2 separate regions of the Mus musculus genome follow, and region 1 is linked to region 2. A link is a contact called in public promoter capture Hi-C data. All regions are on one chromosome and are shown on one strand. Each heading gives the region's core, a stretch centred on a gene start, on an enhancer-like site or on the middle of the called end of the contact. The rest is flanking DNA. Distances are from core to core; before and after follow the strand shown.

Region 1 (3,549 bases), core at 715-3,214, 190 kb before region 2:
TATCAGAGGTTTATTTACTTGCATATGTGACATTGTGTAGTGTGTGAGTTGTCTCAGTTGTTTTAGTGTTTTGTTTGTGTTTAATTTTTGAGGGACAGTGTCTCTTGGCATTGCCCTTGCTGACCAGGAGCCCATTGCATAGATCAGGCTGGGTCTACCTCAAAATACTGGGTTCTTCCTGCTTCTGCCTCCTGAATGTTGGGGTTACCCAGACTCAAGTTTGAGCCCCTAAAATCACCCCTTTGAAGGGATATGGAAATAATGTGCCCTACATAGTCGCCACCTGGTATCTATTCAGATTTACGTTAGTAGTCCTTTTTCTTGTTTTATTATTATATAAGTGCACTGTAGCTGACTTCAAACACACCAGAAGAGGGCATCAGATCTCATTACAGATGGTTGTGAGCCACCATGTGGTTGGTGGGATTTGAACTCAGAACCTTCAGAAGAGCAGTCAGTGCTCTTACCCGCTGAGCCATCTCTCCAGCCCCCATTTGTTTCTGTTTTTGAGACAGGGTCTCTACATAGCCCTGGTTGTCCTGGAACTTGAAATTTGAAATGTAGATCAGACTGGCCTCAAACTCATAGAGCTCCACCTGCCTCTGTCTCCCGAGTGCTGGGATTGAAGGTGTGTGCCACCACAGCCAACTCTCTTTTCTTTTTCTTTGGAAGCAGTCTCCTGTAGCATGGGGCTGGCCTATAGAACTCTTGCTCTTTCTGCCTCCACCTCCCAAGTGTTCAGTATCCTAAAGTTTGGAAATGAAGGCTTTAATCCTTCATTTTCCACCCCAAAACTGAAACATCACCTGAGTTAATAGGGTCTTTGGTGCGGGGACTTGTAGGGGGTGGAGCTCTGGGATACAGAGAACTGGATACTCTTTCAGATATTGGGAGTTGGGTCCTCCCAGCTTGACTAGTGATGTGAGCACTACGGGGGTGTGGAGCTGTGCCTTTACCCGGTCAGACGGGAAAGCTTCGGCAGGACCTTGGCTGTGGAGTCTCCGGACTGGACTGCGGTGGCCTCACTGTGCCTCTTGTCTCTTCCCTTCTTCCAGTCTTGCATTGAGGCCCATGAGAAGGACATGGAGCTCTCTTTTGCTGTTCAGCGCAGCAAGGACATGGTGTGTGGGATCTGCATGGAGGTGGTCTATGAGAAAGCCAACCCCAGCGAGCGTCGCTTTGGGATCCTCTCCAACTGCAACCACACCTACTGTCTCAAGTGTATTCGCAAGTGGAGAAGTGCTAAACAATTTGAGAGCAAGATCATAAAGTGAGACTCCTCCCCAATCTTCGTTTGTGCTTTCTATTTTCGGGAAGAGTTTAGTATCTTGTGCCAACCTCCAACCAGAACGACCACATTTAAATGCATGTATTTTATCATGAACCTGGGTGTTCTAATTGGGATTTCTTTGTACTTCAGCTAGCCGCTAGGTTAGTTGGTCTGTCTATTTTATTTGAATGAGGAAACCCTGTGTATCAGTAGAGTCTTCATGCTTTTTGAGGAGATTGTGTTAATGGATTAGATAGACAGTTTAGGCTTCCTGAACAAACATCTAGCTCTGAATGTATGTTTCTTGGTGTCTTACACTTTCCACTTTCCTATACCATCCATTAAGCTAGCCAAAATCTACCATCCTTTAAAAACTGTTCTCATAACTGAACAAAAGCCACATAATCCAAACAGAGCAAAGTTACAAGAAATAAATTTATTTAAACGAAAGAAGGAGTCTGTGTGAAATGTCTTCTTTTGGTTTTGTTTTGTTTTTTACCTAAGTCTTTTTTTAAAAACTGGCTAGCCATTGAGTTGATTTCTGAAGGAGTTTGTCTTTCCTCCAAAGAAAGGTTCAGATGTGACTGGAATCCCTTTCTGCTAATGTTCATGTGCCTGTCAGTTAAGGTGACACACCAGGGTGTGTCTTGAAGAGCGGGCCTAGTGGAGGGAATGTGCATTGCAGCCTGTTCATTGTTTCCCAGGTCCTGCCCCGAATGCCGGATCACATCTAACTTTGTCATTCCAAGTGAGAACTGGGTGGAGGAGAAAGAAGAGAAGCAGAAACTCATTCAGAAATACAAGGAGGCCATGAGGTATGAGCAGCCGGGCTCGCTCGGATAGTGCGGTGCTGCCTTTGCTCTCCTACTACCTACCCACCCTTTCCTTACTGCATAGGATAACTGCTTGCCCAGTGTGTGTCCTGCTTTAACTTAAACACAGTCCTTGGTGTATGCCGAGGGATCTTTACAGTGAAGTCTCCACTCTAGCTAAAGCCTGCGCAGGGATTCCAGCTCATTCCAGGTCATGAGAGTCAAGGCTTAGGAATTCTTGTGCTTTGTGATTATTCTAAAAGATTTTCAGTTGGTGTTAGTGCTGGTAAACCATGCACATTTAAGCAGAGACGTTTCTAGTCAGTGTTTGGAGCACGTGTTTCTAAGAACACAATTTGCGGGGGGCTGTGCTCTGCCCCTGTTAAAGAGAAGCCCCTGATGCTAGTCGATACGGGCCTGAAGTCCACTGTGAATAAGGGTTGCGATATTTTCCTTTCCAGCAACAAGGCGTGCAGGTATTTTGATGAAGGACGTGGGAGCTGCCCATTTGGAGGGAACTGTTTTTACAAGCATGCGTACCCTGATGGCCGTAGAGAGGAGCCACAGAGACAGAAAGTGGGAACATCAAGCAGATACCGGGTAACTCTCACTCTTTTTTTAAAGGAGGGGAAATCGCACACTGTCAGTTGAGACCTGCACATATTGGGGTAGGGGAAAATGACACTCAGGTGTGGGGGTGTGGGGGAGACTAGAGTAAAAGAGTCAGACTTCAGAAGATGGAAGGGGTAGGAAAGAAACAGTGTTCAAAAGCCCTAGCCTAACATGTTGGCTACAAATAGCCAAAGGGGAGGCACTGGCAAGGTGGACTAAGGGAGACCTCTGGTCCGCCATGCACTCCCTCCCTCCCTCCCTCCCTCTGTGCCACACGGTTTACCTGATGAGCAACAGGATAGAAGACACTGCTTGACAGTGCCACCCCTATCATGGCCTTGTTTCTTACAGGCCCAACGAAGGAGCCACTTCTGGGAGCTCATTGAGGAGAGAGAGAACAACCCCTTTGACAACGACGAAGAGGAGGTTGTCACCTTTGAGCTGGGCGAGATGTTGCTTATGCTTTTGGCTGCAGGTGGGGACGACGAGCTGACAGACTCTGAGGACGAGTGGGACTTGTTTCACGATGAGCTGGAGGACTTTTATGACTTGGATCTATAGCAGCGTTGCGTGGCGCGGGCACTGGTCTGCGGAGCCTCAGACAGTAGCTGTCCCCTGTGCTGTGTGGCAGTGCGTGTGGCTCTCCTAGGCAGGCCTCTCAAACTCCAGGTGCTGTGATCACTTCCCAGGGCCTGTTCCTCTACCCTCACCTCCCCCAAGAGTGTGTTGTTTTCTCTGTTTCAAAAGTTACAAAAATAAATCTTAAAGTTAGTTTTTTGTAACATGAATTTAACTGTCAGACAGTTAGTGTAGGTTTGTTGCGCCATCTGTCCTCAGCCAGGTTGTGTTCATGGA
Region 2 (3,193 bases), core at 611-3,110:
CGTACTTCTACAAATAGAGATTGGTTCTGCTATTACTAGTCTACCAGGAAAAGTGCTCTAGTTTTCTTCTTCCATATTTGTAGCTCTCCTTTTCAAGAGGGAGAAACCGAACTCCTGTTTCCTTAGTATAATTACCTATTGAAACAACATGCTGTATATAACCAATCCTCTCTTTATTCTCTACTCGGTGTTACTCTTCTAAAGCCAGGTGTGCCCTCAGAGAACACTGTGTACCAGGCTGCTTTCTGCATGGACGCCCCTGGCTTCCATGAGATAGCTTTGGCTGCCTTTCACTCACTGGTTGTCTTGTGCAGTCCGCACACACCCTCTTTAAGACACATTAAATAAATAACTTCCTTTTGCTTTTCTTCTTTCCCTCCTTTTTCTCTTCTGCCTGAGTGAGGTAATTAAAAGAGGCATTATTAGCTATAATTTTTAATAGATCTTTCAGGAATTTGTTGAGCCACGATACTAAAATTACATATGCTTCAAATTTATTGGGTTTGTGTCAACCATGATTTTCAGGCCTTTCTTTTCTTGTGATGTATGTGAGAAACATACATCTGTGTAGTACAGAAAGGATTGGGCATATAACGGAGAAACAAGTTTAGTTCCAATTCTGAGATTGTGGCAATTTACTCGATTTCCTCCACTAAAAGAAAAAAAATAAAAATAAAAATAAAGGCTAGACTAAACCAGGGAGCGTCACTGCCTGGGGACGGTGAGTTGACTCACCTGTTCATGTTCCAAAACATAAGTTACCCAGGGAGCTTTATTGCTTTCTCTGGATATAAATGCTCACAGAGATTCAGCTTCCAAGTTGATTTGATAATCCTTAACATTCTATTCACTTTTCTCTATTCTAAATTTGTTGGGTAGTTTTATTCCTCAGTTTATCACCTCACATCTGATTCAGCTTCACCTTTGACTAAAAAAACAGTGATGGCCTGTGTTGCGCAGAGAACTCCTAAAGGATTTTTTTTTTCTTTTTGGTAGCATCTCCCTTCCCAGGGAAAAGACGTTTCAAAATTTTCTCCCCACTTCCCCAATTAGCAGAGCAGAGCAGAGCAGTCACAGCCAAGTTGTGTTATTTATAAAAACACCGGTTCTTCATTCCTCTCACCAACCCCATCTCAAGCCTGGTTCCCCCTTGGCGACAGATATTAACGGAATTCCTCCTGGAGACCACGTTCTTCCCCCCCCCCACAACAGCGGCTCCAATCAACACACAGATTTCCAAGTTGCTCTCTGGGAATTTGGGCGCGACGCTTTCGGAAGTTTGAGTGCGTTTCACAAGGCGTTCCTCCACCTCGGGAGGCACAACTGCTTGACGTGTCACCCCGGTCGGGGCCCACGCAGGACGGGGGTGGCATCCTCAGTGGGCGGCTGCTAAGTGACGCGAAGCGAAGCGACCCTGGAGGGCTGAAACTTCCGAGCTTCTCCGCCTCAGAATACAGCCACAGCATCCACCTTTTCACACGGCAGGAACTTCCCCCGCGAGCCTGGGCTTCCACTCGGGGAGCAGTGAGGACGGCGAGACCCGCTCCACGCACGCTCCCGCCGTCCTCCTCCTCCTCCGTCTGCAGTCGCGCGCCCGCCGCCGCCACTGCGGCGCGTGCCCTCACGGCGTCTCCGCCCCCTCCCCGGACCGCCAGCCCCGCTGCGGGTCGCCGCGCAGGTCGCCGCGGAAGGTGCCAGGGAGCGCGCGCGGAGACCGAGAACGTGCGCGGGACGCACGGCCCCGCGCTGAGCGCCGGAAGCAGCCGACGGGCCTCGCGCGTCGCGCGCGCGCGCGCCGCCCCCGCCCCTGAGCCGCGACCTTGCTCGCTCGCGCGCGCGCACTAAGACGCCGCCGCCGCAGCCGCCGCCGCTGCTGCTGCCGCCGCCGCCGCCGCCGGGGCTGCTGCTCCGGCTGCTGCAGGAGGCGGCGCTGGCTGGCGGCTGCGCTCGCTCCAGTCAGCGAGCGGAGGAGCGAGCGTGTGTGTGTGTTTTTTAAAGATGGCCGGAGCGGCGGCGGCGGTGGCCGCGGGAGCAGCAGCTGGAGCCGCCGCGGCAGCGGGGTCGGTGTCCGCTCCGGGTCGGGCCTCGGCGCCCCCTCCGCCTCCGCCCGTGTACTGTGTATGCCGGCAGCCGTACGACGTGAACCGCTTCATGATCGAGTGCGATGTCTGCAAGGACTGGTTCCACGGCAGGTAAATAAACCCCCTCAGTCCCACCGCCGTCGCCTGCGGTCACCGACCAGCCGCTGCCGCTGCCGCCTGCGCCTCCCTCGGGCTCGGCTGCCGCGTCGCTCCCCACGTCCCGACTCTTAGGCACCGAGTGTCCGGGCCGGGTGGAGGCGAGAGCGGGGGCCCCCGGTTGCCCGGCAGGCTGCGGAACGGAGCCGGTGGGCTCGGCCGGCCCGGGCGAAGAGTCGCCACAACAAACAGGAACAAAGGGGCCGGCAGAGAAGTTGGCAGGGGAAGCCCGGTTGAGGGGACGCGGTGGGCGGCACGGCTCGGGTGGCGGAGGAGCGAAGGCAGGCCCGCAGCCCGCGGTCCCCCCACCGCCCTGGCTGCCGCCCACTGCTGTGTCCCGGGCTCCCTTCGCCCCGTGCCTGCCCTCGCCAGCCGCCGCGCTTGCTGCGCTTCCGGGCGGCCGCGGCTCGGTCCGGTCGCGGGTCGCCCCCGCCGCGGGTCCCGTCGCGCCCCCTTCTCTCTTTATCAAACTTCCTCGGGCGGCGGGACGGGGCGGTGGGACGACGGGCGCGAGTAAACAGAGCAACAGATGTGGCACTCGCGAGGTGCGGGGCCCCGTCACGGCACAGTTTGGCCAGCCGCTGGCCCACCCCGCAACACACCCCCTATGGCCGGGGGGGGGGGGCGGGCGGGCCGGGCCGAGGGGACGTCGCCGCAGACCCTCCCGGGCGTCGCTGTAGCGCCTCAAACTTTACAGTGAGTGCGTCTCTGGCGACACCCGGACGGCCCGCCGCGGTGGCCTGGGCACTGCGGCCATCCAACTTTGGGGCGGTGCGGTGGCGGACGATGCCCTCCGATGCCGCCGCCGCCGCCGCACCGCAGGTTTGACGTTTGGGAGAGCTCGGGCCGCCTCCGCAGCCAGGCCGCCGACTCGTGTGTTTTGTAATCAAAGTGTGAGGCTAATAAAGGGCGGCGCCAGAGCCTCTTGACTCCGGCGTGGGAGGGATTCGCAGGCA

The links. Promoter capture Hi-C pulls out the DNA fragments that hold promoters and counts their contacts.
Region 1: a promoter capture Hi-C map of trophoblast stem cells shows a contact between it and region 2, with 4 times the contacts expected there. The contact joins the enhancer-like site here to the promoter of Kdm7a in region 2. A contact is called at or near these places in 16 of 39 promoter capture datasets (the 3T3-L1 cell line, 3T3-L1-derived adipocytes, HPC-7-derived erythroid cells and 11 more), 8 of 484 Hi-C or Micro-C datasets (CD4 T cells, CD8 T cells, bone marrow-derived macrophages and 5 more), 6 of 115 datasets of contacts at active chromatin or transcription factors (bone marrow-derived macrophages, effector CD8 T cells, embryonic stem cells and 2 more) and 4 of 9 other capture datasets (adipose tissue, liver, macrophages and 1 more).

What each region holds. Positions count from the first base shown.
Region 1 is chr6:39,398,931-39,402,479 of GRCm38.p6, reverse strand. Mkrn1 (makorin, ring finger protein, 1) reads left to right here. Exons shown (of 8, transcript NM_018810.2): 5 at 1,056-1,270; 6 at 1,975-2,085; 7 at 2,544-2,682; 8 at 3,046-3,549. The coding sequence ends at 3,255. Among named protein-coding and RNA genes, the nearest start is that of Rab19, 19 kb to the right of the region's middle. Within about 2 kb of position 1,964, at least 38 of the 459 cell types and tissues checked have an H3K27ac peak or open chromatin away from gene starts, as enhancers often do. A contact at or near this core is called in stem cell-derived epiblast-like cells and trophoblast stem cells, where this site is marked.
Region 2 is chr6:39,205,440-39,208,632 of GRCm38.p6, reverse strand. It overlaps Kdm7a (lysine (K)-specific demethylase 7A), which reads left to right and starts at 1,860. Exons shown (of 20, transcript NM_001033430.4): 1 at 1,860-2,192. The coding sequence starts at 1,999.